Linked DNA regions of Mus musculus: region 1 is linked to region 2. Evidence: chromatin contacts called from public HiChIP or PLAC-seq data. All regions are on one chromosome and are shown on one strand. The core of a region is the stretch at or near the end of the contact, and the rest is flanking DNA. Distances in the headings are between cores, read along the strand shown. Region 1 has its middle 20 kb from the start of Lpin2. Region 2 overlaps Myom1 (myomesin 1).

Evidence for each region. HiChIP or PLAC-seq counts read pairs in DNA pulled down with a chosen protein or histone mark.
Region 1: a contact with region 2 is called in an H3K27ac HiChIP or PLAC-seq map of the HPC-7 cell line, with 5 times the contacts expected there. The contact joins two enhancer-like sites. A contact is called at or near these places in 3 of 15 datasets of contacts at CTCF or cohesin (CD8 T cells, the NIH/3T3 cell line and large pre-B cells), 3 of 484 Hi-C or Micro-C datasets (bone marrow-derived macrophages, embryonic fibroblasts and nephron progenitors), 5 of 115 datasets of contacts at active chromatin or transcription factors (the HPC-7 cell line, bone marrow-derived macrophages, embryonic fibroblasts and 2 more) and 1 of 9 other capture datasets (bone marrow-derived macrophages).

The regions. Positions count from the first base shown.
Region 1 is chr17:71,159,636-71,167,041 of GRCm38.p6, forward strand. No RefSeq gene overlaps it. Among named protein-coding and RNA genes, the nearest start is that of Lpin2, 20 kb to the right of the region's middle. Within about 2 kb of position 5,531, at least 94 of the 459 cell types and tissues checked have an H3K27ac peak or open chromatin away from gene starts, as enhancers often do. A contact at or near this core is called in the HPC-7 cell line, where this site is marked.
Region 2 is chr17:71,052,023-71,058,945 of GRCm38.p6, forward strand. It overlaps Myom1 (myomesin 1), which reads left to right. Exons shown (of 37, transcript NM_001083934.1): 10 at 592-753. Among named protein-coding and RNA genes, the nearest start is that of Myom1, 36 kb to the left of the region's middle. Within about 2 kb of position 4,894, at least 10 of the 459 cell types and tissues checked have an H3K27ac peak or open chromatin away from gene starts, as enhancers often do. A contact at or near this core is called in the HPC-7 cell line, where this site is marked.

The DNA of each region.
Region 1 (7,406 bases), core at 4,281-6,780, 110 kb after region 2:
TATACAGAGGCTCCAGCTTACAAATGAGAAGTTAGCACCGTGGATACTTTACAGAGTAGTCACCCGGCTAGACCAAAGAGCCAGACCCAGACCCAGAGCTCCCAACGGTGACAAGAGGTGACCCCGGGCCTCTTACATCAGACAGTTCCTATCTTATTGATCACTGCAATGGAGGCAGAAATGTATGCACATCCTGGAGCTGAGCCCATTCACGAGTCTTGCTACACACCATCAAAAGCTCTCTGGTGCTAACTTCAGGGCTGATTAACAGCCATCTGGGACCAATACAAGTCTCTGGTGGGAGTCAGCTTAGCTCAGTCTCAATCTGTTACGGATTTTCCATGGTGGGTAAGGATCATACTCGACCCTGTTCAGTAGGAGACTCCCAGAGCGAGGGAGATGGACTCTACCTCCTCCTTCCGTCTGATGCTGAGTCGCCTGTAAATGGAAAGAAGGACACTGTTGTGTTCCCCACATGGAGACTAAGCAAGGATCAAATGAGACCATTTGTTTTATAAATATCTAAAGGAGAGAGGGGGCGAGAAGAAGGCAATGACTACCTGCTAAGTAATGAACAGAAGTCCTGGGACCTCGGATGGCTCGGCCAGGAAAGGCACTTGCTATTAAAGCTCAAAACCTCAGTTTGGTTCCTGGAATGCACTCAGTGGAAGGGAAAAGTTGACTGCTGCCAGTTGTCTTCCGACTGCCACATGCATACTGTGGCCTGGGTATCTAATACACATGTTTTAAAATATTACACGATAGCCGATAAATGTATGTAAGACTTTCGTGCTGTTGTGGGCCAGGTAAAAACCGCTTACTCAGCAGGCAAGGTGGCTCATGCTTGTCATCTCAGGGAAGAGACACAAGAGGATGGCTGCCAATTCCAGGCCTGCTTGATTTTTATAGTAAGAGATAATGAGTGCACGAATGAATTGGAAGAAGCGGGAAAATGTGCCAGGTAGAATGTTCCGTGACTTAGTTGATTAGTCAGGGGGGTTCTTCTTTCATTTTGCTGCCCTTTACTTCTTATCTCATTTTATTGAGGGCCCCTGTGGTGGTTTGAAAGAATAGGACCCCCATAGGCTCATAGGGAGTGGCACCATTAGGAGGTGTGGCCTTGGTAGAGTGGGTGTGGCCTTGGTGGAGGAAGTTGGTCTCTGGGGTGGGCATTGAGGTTTCATATGCTCAAGCTAAACCTAGTGGCACTCTTTCTTCCTGCTGCCTGCCAATCCAGATATAGAACTTTCAGCTACCTAACTCTCCAGCACCATGTCTGGCTGCATGCTACCATGCCTCCCTCCATGATGACAGTGGAGTAAACCTCTGAACTGGAACCCACCCCCAATTAAATATTTTGTTTTGTTTTGTTTTGGTTTGGTTTGGTTTTTGTTTCATTTTGTTTTGTTTTAATAAGACTTGGTGTTGTCATGGTGTCTCTTCACAGCCATAAAATTCTAAGACAGCCCCTTTTCAAAAGATAACAAAACATATTAAAGACATAGAAAGAGCTTCCGTCCTCCCCTCCCCCCCATAAAAGTCTTTTAAGCGTGTGAAATCATTACTTAAATTGCCCTAGAATTTTACAGCAACTATTTTATTATTGTTGAATCAAACACATTTTTAATGCTTGGTAATGGGGACAGCATTTCTTGTACATGAATCATTGATAAAGTGTAGATAAATGGAGGAGGAGTGTGGAGGTAGAGCCACTGGCCATGAGGGAAGAAGGGACTGTCTCTCTGTACCTCCACATAAGCTGTTTCCTAATACTGGCCTTTTAAAGCCCAAGGTTGGAAGGTGGGCACCTGACTGTACTAGATAACTTCTGGCTTTGTCTGTGAGGGTCAAGAAGCAGATGTAGGCTGTGGTCATATCTCAGACATAGAATGCTTGCCTGAAATACATAAATCCTGAGCTGGAATGAACACAGGCACATGCACAAACATGCATGTACACAAACCATACTATACACATATACACACATACACCATACACATACCATACATATACATATACCATACACAAAAATATACCATACACATCATAACGCCATACACACACACACACATACACACATAAGCACCACATGTGCACATACACATACACTCATCACACACAAACACATACCCAACATAGGGAGTAGTATAAACACGCGTCTTAATTAAATGGTTTAGAGGGAGTGACAGCTCTCACTAACACATGACAACTTCCTCTATTTTGCTGCTTCAGAAAACTTCAGATTCCAATGACCCTGCCCTGCCTTTAAAAAGGTGCTATTACCTGCTAAGAGAGAAAGCTTTGCCGCTGCAAAAGGCAAATTACAAGTGGGAAGGATAAAACAGAAGACAAGAATCGGGACGAAAGCTTGCATGAGCAGGCTTTTCAGGGTCCCATGGACACAGATGGCAGCTGTCTGCAAAAAATGTTTTCAAAGCCCGTTCTTTCTCTTCGTTTTGACTTGTTTTGACAAGTGGAGTTGAGTTTTAGGCAAATAAATATAGTTGGTCATGATTTACTCTTAGTATTGGGATAATTAAGCAGTGACTTTCTGCAGGCATTTATGTAAGAAGCACCTCTGTGACATGGCTTTTACTTGGCTTTCTGGGCTGGTTTTTTAAATTGAAACATAATATTTGTACATTGTATAATAACTTGCTACATAATATATATCATATGCTGTGTACTATATATGATACACTGTATAGTACACACTACACTGTATACTATATACTATACTGTATACTATACACCAAATACTACACTATATACTATACTGTACACTATATATTATATTCTGTATACTATACACCATATACCATAAACTACATACTACACTGTATACTATATATTATACACCATATACTATAACACTACACTGTATACTATATACTATACTGTATACTATAATACTAAATACTACACTGTATACTATATGTTATATACTGTATTCAGTACACTATACACCATATACCATATACTACATACTACACTGTATACTATATACTGTACACTATATACTGTATACTATACACTATACTATATACTATACACTCTATGCTATATACTATACTGTACACTATACACTACACTGTATACTATATACTATGCTCTATATCGTATATAAAGTGTGTAACAGTCATTGCATCTACTAAAGGTAGAACCAGAGTGGGCCCAGAGCAGGTTGTGAAGCAGAGGAATGATTTTACTCTTCTCCCACTTTATGTCACACACCTTCTCTGAGTGTGGTTGTTCTACCTGTGTCCCACAAACCTGAGGCAGAGTCTAGCTGACCAAACCTCTGTCCTGCAGCTTTGACTGGCTTCAGACACACTTGGGGCTTGTCTGTCACAACAGTCCTCCTGACCTAAAAACCAGGCCCAGCTCTGGACAAAGTGTGCTGTGGGTCGCTAGAGTAAAATAATACTTCCAGTTAGGTGTGGTGGCAGGTGAGTCACAGGATTCAGGAAGCAGAGGCAGAAGGATCTCTGTGAGTTTGAGGCCAGCCTGGTCTACATGGAAAGTTTCAGGGCAGCAAGGACTATTATAGTGAGGCTCTATCTCAAGAAAATAAAAAAAATAAAAAAATAAAATAAAAATAAAAATGAATAATAATAGCCTTTGAAAATTCACACTTTATTTTTATTTTGTGTGCATGTATGTTTGTGTCTATGTGTGTGTGCACACATATGTGTAGATATGTGTAGAGGCCAGAGCCACTTTCCATGTTAATATTTTTGAAACAGGATCTCTCACTGAACTTGCTGATTATGCTAGGTTGGCTGGTTAGCAAGTGCCAAGAAGTTGCCTGTCCCCACCTCCTCAGGGGTGGGATTACAGATGTGCACTGCCACACCCAACCTTGTATATGGGTGTGAGGAACAGAACTCAGGTCTTCATATTTGCACTGCAAGCATATTACCAATTGAGCCGTCTCCTCCAAACCATGAAAACACACATTTTGGCGAAGGGAAGGATCTGATGCTCAAACCTAGAACCCCCAGTAGGGATCACATCCTAGAGAAACAGGATATTTCAGAATGCCAGTCACGCTGATCAGGCTGAGCCAACTGCAAATAATAGGCCACACACATCACCCCAGTGCCGGCTCTCAAAAAGATCATAATTTTAGATCTTGGGCTATAACCTCCTGGTTCAATGGGAACACACAGGACAAATGGATGGAATTCAGCCAGGCGAGCACAAAATCAGTGAAAGGTTGATAGGAAGACATGAAATTCAAGAGCAAGTAGCAAGAGAGGCTATATGCAAATATATTTTATATAACTATATATAAAGTATGTTATATATTTTATATAACTATAGATAAAGTATATGTTATATATTTCATATAAATGAGAAAAAATATATAAACAAGAAAACATGTGTTATAAATTTTGTATTATATAGTATGTATAATAACATGTATTTTATATAACACACATATATGGTATGTATAACATATAGAATATACTTAGTGGCAGGTGTCAGATGGTAAAGGTCAGGAGCAAGAAGAAAATAAATTGATTATTTAGAATGCTTTCCCTATGAGGTGATCAGTATAAGTTGACCTGATCAGAGCTTTTCTGATTTAACCATGGCAGAAACAGATATTCAAGTGTAATCTAACTAGGGTCTAACCTTTGGGAGAAAAAAAAAAAAATCTATGCTTTCTTTTCTCTTTCTCTCCTTTTTTTTTTTTTTTTTTTTTTTTTTTTTTGGTCTTATTTTGATTTAGGTTTGGAAGAAAGAGGGTTTTTTTGTTTTTGTTTTTTTTTTTGTTTTTTTTTTTTTTGGTTTTTTTTTTTGATGTGTCAATTGCTCTTTCTTGTTTATTGATTTATTTGATTTTTAGACAAGGTCTGGGTTGGCCTAGAACTTGTACTGCCTCTTGCTTCGGCTTCCCAGGTGCTTCTGTTGCAGGTATGAGCCGCCATGCCCAGCTAGTTTGCTTCTTACAGAAGTACATTGTGAGATGGTAAGTGCAGAGTTTGGATCCCCAGAGCCCACATAGTGCCAGGCAGATGTGGTGGCCTACCTGTAACCACAGAGACCAGGATCCTGGCTAGCCAGACTAGTTGAAGGGGTGAATTCTGGGTTCGAGTGAGAGGCCCTGCCTCTATATATGAGATACAAATCAGTCCCATGCACAGGGATTCATGTACACATGTACATACACATATGTGTACCATGCATACATACACATATGTGTACCACAGCATACACATGCCAGAAACAAGAAAAATGGATTTATTTTGCAAGTTATTCGCACTTGTATGCTACTAGTAAATAGCATTTTTAAGAAAGTTTTTTTTCTTCTTCTTCACCTTCTAACATCTGCTCAGAGTTTCAGTCCTGCAGTAGTGCCTGCCTTTTGGTGAGGGCCCAATTTCCTTGTGTTCAGGGAAGACCACACGCTATGAGTTTCATAGGGGAAGCTGATAGGGCCTCATGCTACACTTCTGTCTCGTGTCATATTTAGCGCTCTGCTAGGTCGTATCTGTGAGTAAGCCAGATTTGTCAACAGGAAGAAGGAAGATTTCACAACTTGGGAAGACAACATAGTGAGTCAGGCCTTTCTGTTCCATCCCCAGCTGACTGTGCGTGGTTAGCTGGGTAATTTGAACGAGTCATACCACATGCTCTGTTGCTGTTGTCTGCTACATCAGCATGTATCAAAAGGAAACAAACTTGGTGACTTAACTGGATCCCTATAGAGATTAATGAGTGAGTGAAAAATAACAGGAAATAAACTTTATTTACATTACAAACTAAAATGTTAAAAAAAATGTTTACCTTACAAATAAGTATTTTTAGATTGGGTTAGTTCCATTCCTAGAAATGTCTATACTATGTTATTACAACTATCAATTAATTTTATTCTTAGCATAATAATCATAAATTTTAATTATAAAGTAAAATGAAATTTTTGCCATGTACCCAAATTTCAAAATTTCAGGGTTTTTTTTTTTTTTAATGTTTAGGTAAACATCCTCAAACATCTTTTATTTAATTGGAATTTATGGAATAATTGCCACTATTTTAATTTAATCAGACCCCATAGTTCCAGGCTTGGGAGTGAAGAACACATATTTCTTTTGCAGAAGTCCTGAACTCAGCAGGACCCACAGCAGATGGCTCACATACTCCTGTAGCTGAGCTCCTTGGAACTCAATGCTTCTGGCTTCCCTAGCGCTGTCCTCATGTGCACACACCCACGCAGAGATACAATTTAAAATAATGAATATAAACCTTTTTCTAAAACTGCATAGTTCCTATTCTATTACTCTGTGTTAGGCACCCTGTTTTCCTTTTAGGAGCTTCTTCTACTAATTTCATTTCCATATTGTACACATGTATTATTTGATTTTATTAATTTATTGTATGCGTATTGCTGTTCTTTCTGCATGGATGTTCTAGGGACCGCATGCACGTGTGGTTCCCTATGAGGCTATCCCTGGAAGTAGAGTTACTGATAATTGGGCTAGCGCGTAGGTGCTGAGAACAGAGCCCTGCAGTACTGGGAGAGCTGCTAGCCATCTCTCCATCTCCTCTGTCTCTCTCTTCACCTTTGCTTGGTCTGTCTCTTCTAGTTTTTTTAGGCTCCACCTATATTTATATACATGAGAGAGTAGGAGGATTTTTATCTTTCAAGTTTTATAATTTCCTTTTTCTTTACAAATTAGTAAAATTCTGTTCTGCACATGTATCACATTTTCATTATCCATTCACCTGTTGATGAGCATCCAAGCTGAGTCCACTCCCTGGCCATTCTGAGTAGAACAGCAATGAATATGTACAACAAATCTCTGTGCTAGAATATGGAACCACTGGGTATATATGGCCAGGTGGGTCATAGGGCAGCTTTTGTTTCTTGCTGGTTTGTTTGTTTGTTTGTTTGTTTGCTTTGTTTAGAATCCTTCGTGCTGATTTTTGTAGTTCTCATTTCTGTAATAGATACACTTGAGATCTGTGGATTAGAAATTTCCCCCATTACCTCTGTAGTAGTAATTACTTCTGTGAGTACTAGTTCTGTCTCCTCCAAACGCTTCCTTCCAGCTCTCTTAAATGATGTAAGGCTGAGTAAGTCAGCTTTCCTTTTGCATATGTGAGCACATACCCATTCAACATAGGCACCTGAGCTCCTGGGCTCATTCCCTGTCTCTTTTATCAGATTGTTGGAAACAGTAACTCACAGTCACTAACCCCAGCAGTCTAAAGCACCAACATGATTTATGCTGAGAAGCTAGGCTTAAGAGAAGGACCACTGCTGTTTATTGATCTGCCTTGCTGTTTTGTTTTTTTTTTAACAGCTAAATTCGATGAAACGAGACAGGAAAAGCTTTAATTAGAAGTGCCAGCGGTTTAGAAGACACAGTGTTATCATTAGCAGTTGCTGTAATTTA
Region 2 (6,923 bases), core at 3,644-6,143:
GTGTAAATTTGCATCTAAAATTTAATTCACACAAGACAAAAAATTGATTTGTACAGCCGAGTCTGTTAGAAAAATTCTTCCTCAACACTCCCAATTCTAGAATATTAAAATTTATATTTATCTGTTGCACATAAGTTATGTTAACCAAAACATTTTTTTGTAGTCTGTATGACCCCTGTTATAAGTAACAAGATATTTAAAATAAAAAGAGGTTTAGTTAGAGTTACTCTTGCTGTGATGAAACACCATAGGAAGAAGAATTGATTTTGCTTATATTTTCACATCACCATCTATCATTGAGGCTGATGACATAAATCAGCCAGCACAGGGGTAAATCTCAACACTGGAACTTCTCTGCTCTTTGAAAAAAAAGAGCTTTACATTTTAATTCTGTCAGATGTTACAAATTACATGTCTGTCCTAGAGCCCTTCACTTCTGCTTAATATTCTCCCTGATATTGAACACACACATGGCTTAAAGATCTGACCTAGAGAGTTCTAAGAGTTAAATAACTTTCCATGAAGACAGGAAAGAGGGAGGGGTGGAGTAGGGATAAATCAATGAATCCGCTTGTCATTTTACTTTCCTAGGAGCACCTGTTTCTCCATCAAAATGGGTGCAGCCACACTGGAGTGGAGACCGGGCGACACTTACGTTCTCTCACCTCAACAAAGAAGATGAAGGTCTCTACACGATCCGAGTGCGAATGGGAGAGTATTACGAACAGTACAGTGCTTACGTCTTTGTTCGAGGTAGGACTTGGGAAAAAGCCCACCATTGCATACAACGGCACACAACCACACACAACCGCACATTTAAAACACCGAGGCCAAACCAGTCTGCGTGAACATGTTTTAGTAATGATAGTCAGTTAAAAAGCCTCCGAGATCACCCAGGACAGGAATGTTAGATGACCCCCGAGGCAGCAAAACAAAGGGAATTGGTTTGCAACCCCTGCCTGTCACTAACAATAGATTCTTGTGATTTGGAAAGCTGTCTTAGTTCATGGATGCTGCCATGAACAGAAAAGGTTGATCTCTCACTCTGAAGGCTTCATCTTCAACAAGCATCTTAGAGTGCAAATGTATTATTTCATTCCAGACTCCTCCTTTTCATGACTTTGGGTTGATGAAGAAAGAAACGGGTGGTGGAACTTAATTCTTAGGGCAGACTACAATAATTAGTTTTAGGCTTTCTTTTCCTACCGTTGTCTTAAATGGGCTGGGTATGTGCAGTGGCATGTCATTCTCCATATCTGCAGTGTCATGTTGTCCTCCATATGTGCAGTGTCATGCTGTTCTTCATAGGTGCAGTATCATATGCGGGATTGTGTTGTTGCTCTCCATATGTGCAGTAGCCTGTTGCTCTCCATATGTACAGTGGCATGTGTCTTTCAATATGTGCAGTGTCATGTCACTCTCCATATGTGCAGTGTCATGTCGCTCTCCACATGTGCAGTGTCATGTCACTCTCCATATGTACAGTGGCATGTCACTCTCTGTATGTGCAGTGTCACACTGTTCTCCATATGTGCAGTGAGTGCTGTGTTGCTCTCCATACGTGCAGTATCATGTTGCTTTCCCTACATGCAGTGGCCTGTCACTCTCCATATGTACAGTGGCCTATTGCTCTCCATCTGTGCAGTGTCATGTCGCTCTCCATGGGATCCTAGCACCTTCAGCCTGTGCTCTGTGCTCTTTCATGTAACAGTCCCTCAGGTACAGCCACAGAGGAGCCATGGATAGTCTCAGTATAGCAAAGTGTTTTCTGCTCACAGGTCTCAGAAACAGGAGGCTCCTGGAGGCCATGTGGGACAGCACCAGGGGTTCATGGCTCCAGAGTCCAAAGGTCAGGAACAAAGGGAGGACTTGGACTGTGACCTTCATTGAAGTTGTCTCGAAAGGGCAAGGTGTAGGCTTGGTTAGATTGACTCTGGGGGCTCTGGTTCTGTGGAGGTCCCTATAAGTGCCTGGTTCTGGGTAGAGGACAGTACGGCTGTGAGAGACTGATTAAGAAGTGTTACCTCCTGAGTGGGGTGGAAGAGATGTACTTGCAGGATGCTTAGCCTGATGTCCAAGCCCTGATGTGGAGAAAGGCTGTTGTCTCTAAGCGTCTACTCTTTCAGCCAGAAATAATGGAGAACATCGACACACACACAATTAATTATAAGTGTAAACATTATCAATGATTGACTGATGTTTCCATATATTTATTTATTTGTTTGTTTATTCATTTTACATCTCCATCACTGGCCCCCTCATCCCAGACCCCCCTCACACAGTCCTTCTCCATATTCTCCCCTCCCCTTCTCCTCTGAGAGAGTGGGCCCTCCTGGACACATCAAGTCTCTGAAGGGCCAGGTATATCCTCTCCCACTGAGGCCAGACAAGGCAGCCCAGTTAGGGGGACAGATTTCAGACAGGCAATGGCTTTAGGGATAGCCCACGCTCCAGTTGTTCAGGACCCACAGGAAGACCAGGCTGCATCTGCTATGTATGTGCTGGGGGCCCAGGTCCAGCTGTGTCTGCTCTTTGGTAGGTGGCTCAGTCTCTGAGAGCTCCTAGGGGTCCAGGTTTGTTGACTCTGTTGCTCTTCCTGTGGAGTTCTATCCCCTCCAGGTCCCTCAATCTTTCTCTCAACTCTTCCACAAGACTCTCTGAGCTCCATCCAATGTTTGGCTGTGGTCTCTGCAGATTTATTAATTCTTATCTCTCATGTACTAAATAGAAAAATTAACTCACAGGCATTTCGATCAAGATGGAACTGTAGATGCCATCCAGATGCCTTTAAAATAAGACCAAAGACAGCTCTGTGACTAGAGCCTTTTAGCAATATAATTGATTTCTTCTGAAATGCCTTTTATGGCATTTCATAATTTTAAAGTTTCAATAATTTCAATTTTTAAATTTTTTATTAGATATTTTCTTTATTTACATTTCAAATGTTATCCCCTTTCCTGGTTTCCCCTCCAAGCCCCCCCTGTCCCCACTCCCCTTCCCCTGCTCCACAACCTACCCACTCTCTCTTCCTGGCCCTGGCATTCCCCTACACTGGGGCATTGAGCCTTCACATGACCAAGGGCCTTTCCTCCCATTGATGACCAACTAGGCCATCCTCTGCTACATATGCAGCTGAGGCTATGGATCCCTCCATGTGTACTCTTTGGTTGGTGGTTTAGTCCCTGGGAACTCTGGGGGTACTGGTTAGTTCATACTGTTGTTAAAGTTCAATATTTTTAAGTCATTATTTTTAGTGGGTTTGAGAGATAGCTCAGTAGGCAAACTGGTTGCCAAGTAAGCAGGTGAACCCAGTTCAGTTCATGGGCACCACGGCTGCCAGGGCTGCTCACGTCACTTCTGTCTGGTGAACAAATCTCTTGTATAGTCCTCGTACAACACTTAACAAGGACGGCCGAGTGTTCCTGCCAATACTTCCAGGTCATAACAGCGAAAGGAAGGAGGAAGACTGAGTGCTGGGGACTCAACACACTGTGTCATAGCCAACTGAACATTGACAAGCGATCACTAGCAACTGATAAAACATAGGTGAACATCTGTAACTCGGGAAATGTGGCAGGGTGTCTCCTCCACAGAAGCATCCTTGGCAAAGCCAGGTGTCCCTAAGGAAGTGGAAGAGGCAACCTTCATAAAGGTTGCTATGGAGACAGGCTCCCTGGGACTCATCAGGAAATTAGGTTAGCCACACCACCTGGATAGAAGTGACTAGATTCTAAAAGAATGTGCAAAGCCATCCCTTTCCCTCACTATCTGGAGACCACCTCTAGTTATTCCAAACAACAACAGAAGTAGAAACAAAATCCTTCATGGCCTTGTTCTGGGAACTCTGGCCTGACCAGGTTGCTCTGCATTTCTCAGGCCCCACTTAGAACTGTGCCTCTGCCAGACGCAGAGAAGGGACCAGTGGTTCAGTTTCACACGTATCAGTTTTTATAATCTACAAATTAAGAAAATGGAAACATGCTAAGATTTATCAGATGTTAATATGAAAGGATTGAGTAGATAACTGGAAAGAAAAATGTGGGGAGATTTCAGCAATTGTATGTGAATTTAACAACTTCTAGTAAAAGCTTTGTTTTTTTTATATTACTGAGATGACTACGACTGTAACTGTCACAGTGTCGGGAAGCTAAGGGACCTGTAAGTGCAGAGCAAACACTCTGTCATTCGGCTTCGTCCTTTCACTTATTCATTTGAAAGGATGTATTTTTAGAGTCTTTAAAGAACATCTTAATTTAGATATAAACACACATAAAGTTCCCCCCACATTAACTGTACACTAAGTGTCTTTAAGTACATGAGCAGAGTTAGCAGGTCATCACCTATGACTTCCTTCATCAGCATTTCTGTCACTCCGGGTTCCCTGGAGCGCCCCCGTGTCCACTCACACATCTGTAGCCAGGGCTTCCTTTCCGTGTCCACATTTTTTTTCAGGAAACCTTTGGTCAACAGTTTCCTTCTGAGTCTGCCTCCCCTCCCTCGGCGTTTGAAATTCACTTCTCTCATAACACATATGGTAGCCTGTTCCTTTCTGTGGCTAGATTAGTGCTTCAGTGTCTAGATTGCCTCATGCTGTCTGCTGATAGGCAGCGAGATTGTCCCTACTGGTTAGTGTTGTTAAGGGTGCTGGCACTATCAGTATTCGTATTTATGGGACAGTTTTTTTTTTCATCTCTTTTCAGTACATACCCCTGTGTTGAGTTGCTGGATCATAGGATTCATATTCATTGTTTTCAGAACTACAAAGCATTTCAAGTGATATGTCTTCATCCTTGTTCCGTGGTGGCCCGTGAGGCTACTCAGAGGCACTCTCTTTTGGGGTCCTGGTGTTTTTGCTGCTTACGAAGCAGCTTCTGCATCATCACTCTCAGCGTGTAAAGCATATTGTTCTACAGAAACACTTCACAGCCGAGCGCATCTGGGCAGGCTTTTATGACACAGTTAATTTGTATCATGAAAATACTGTAAACAGACAATAAAAAGAGAAGAACCACTTATAAGTTGCCATCAGAGATACTTTTTTTGTTTTTTAAAATTTTTATTGGTTATTTTGTTTATTTACACTTCCCATGTTATCCCCTTTCCTGGTTTCCCTTCTGCAAACCCCTTATCCCATGCCCCCTCCCACTGTTTCTATGAGGGTGTTCCCTCACCCACCCACCCACTCTCGCCCCAATGTCCCTAGCATTCTCTTATGCTGGGGCATTGAGCCTTCACAGGACCAAGGGCCCCCTCCCATTGGTGCCAGATAAAGCCATCCTCTGCTACATATGCAGCTGGAGCCATGAGTCCCACTGCGTGTACTCTTTGGTTGGTGGTATAGTCCCTGGGGGCTCTGGGGGCGGAGGGGAGGTGGGGCACGGGGTGGAGTGAATTTATGGCTGCTTGGAGATGCTGGGGAATGAACCTGGGACTTCACACATGTGGTGGTGAATTACTGGTAGGATTTGCTGAAGGAGGCAGAGGCAGGAGGATCAGGAGTTCAAGGCCAGCCTGGGCCACACATGAACAGCAGAGTGGCACAGCAGAAGTGTGCTGAGCCCATCAGAGATACTTAATGTCAACATCTGTTTTACACACACACACACACACACACACACACACACACACACACACACACACTGGGGGGGCGGGGAAACAGGGAAGGAGGGAGGGAGGTGGGAAGGAGAGAGGGGGCAGGCAAACAAGTGCACGGAAAGTGTCATTAGCAACTGTAGCATTCAGTTTTTGCATAAATTGCAGACAAATGACCCTTTTTACCTGCCATACTGAAAAGATAATATGATTTACAACTCCCTTGTGGGGGCTGGAGAGAGCTCAGTGCCTGCCACACACACATTAAGCCCCCAGCCCCCGTGTAAAAGCCAGCTGCAATAGCACACTCTATAAACTCAGCACTGGAGGGTGTAGGGCTGGGCAGAGGCAGGGGGACCCCTGGAACTCTAGCTTCAGAGACAGGTGGACCCCAGCAGTTTAGCTGACTCTACAAACTCCTGGTTTAGTGAGAGACTGTCTCAAAGAGCAAGGCAACTGAGGAAGACATCACTCCTTGAACTCTGGTCGACATACATGCGTGCACATACACATGCCTATGCATATACACATGTACACACACACACATATAATACACATAATAAAAACAACTCTACCAGGGCAGGGGGACGCAGAAGCCGGTCCTCCTATACGAGGCTGTGATTATGAACTGGTTCAAAGTCTCTGAGGATGTTTTACAACTATGTATTTAAAGCACACAGTCCTACTTCTCCAGTTCCAGGACAAAATGGACAAAGATGAAGACAAATATGACATAAAACCAGAGTTGCTTACCAATGAGAGTACTAAATTAAAATGTCTTTATCTGTACATATATTTTAATAAAAAGGTATAAATATATATGAATAAATATAAGAAGTTCATGCTTCACATAAAGAACTACTATGCAGCAGTGAAAACGAATGATGTATATCTGTACTTCCTGAAATGTATCAAGAAAAAGAAGTTTGCATGAACACCATGACCCAAGTTATTTAAAAAATCATCATATTTAGGATTTATTTCTTATGTGGTTGCATATATCCATAACCCACATAAGAGTGGACACAAGAAAATGCAAGTAGATCAAATATGAGTTTGTGGCCAGCCTGGACTAGTAATAATCATTATCATTTTTGCTAGACGTGCTGGCACACAGCTACAATCCTAGCGCTCAGCAGGCCAAGGCAGGATGATCCCCAGTTCAAGGTCAGCCTGAGCCATAAATTCTAGCAAGACCCATCTCAAAATATTTTTTCATCTTTTAGTTTAGGCCAGTATGTCAGTAGCCATTATTTCTGAGTTACAGATTTAAAGGAGATTTTAACCTTCTTGATTATCATCTCTTTGATAATCATGAACTACCTCTATAA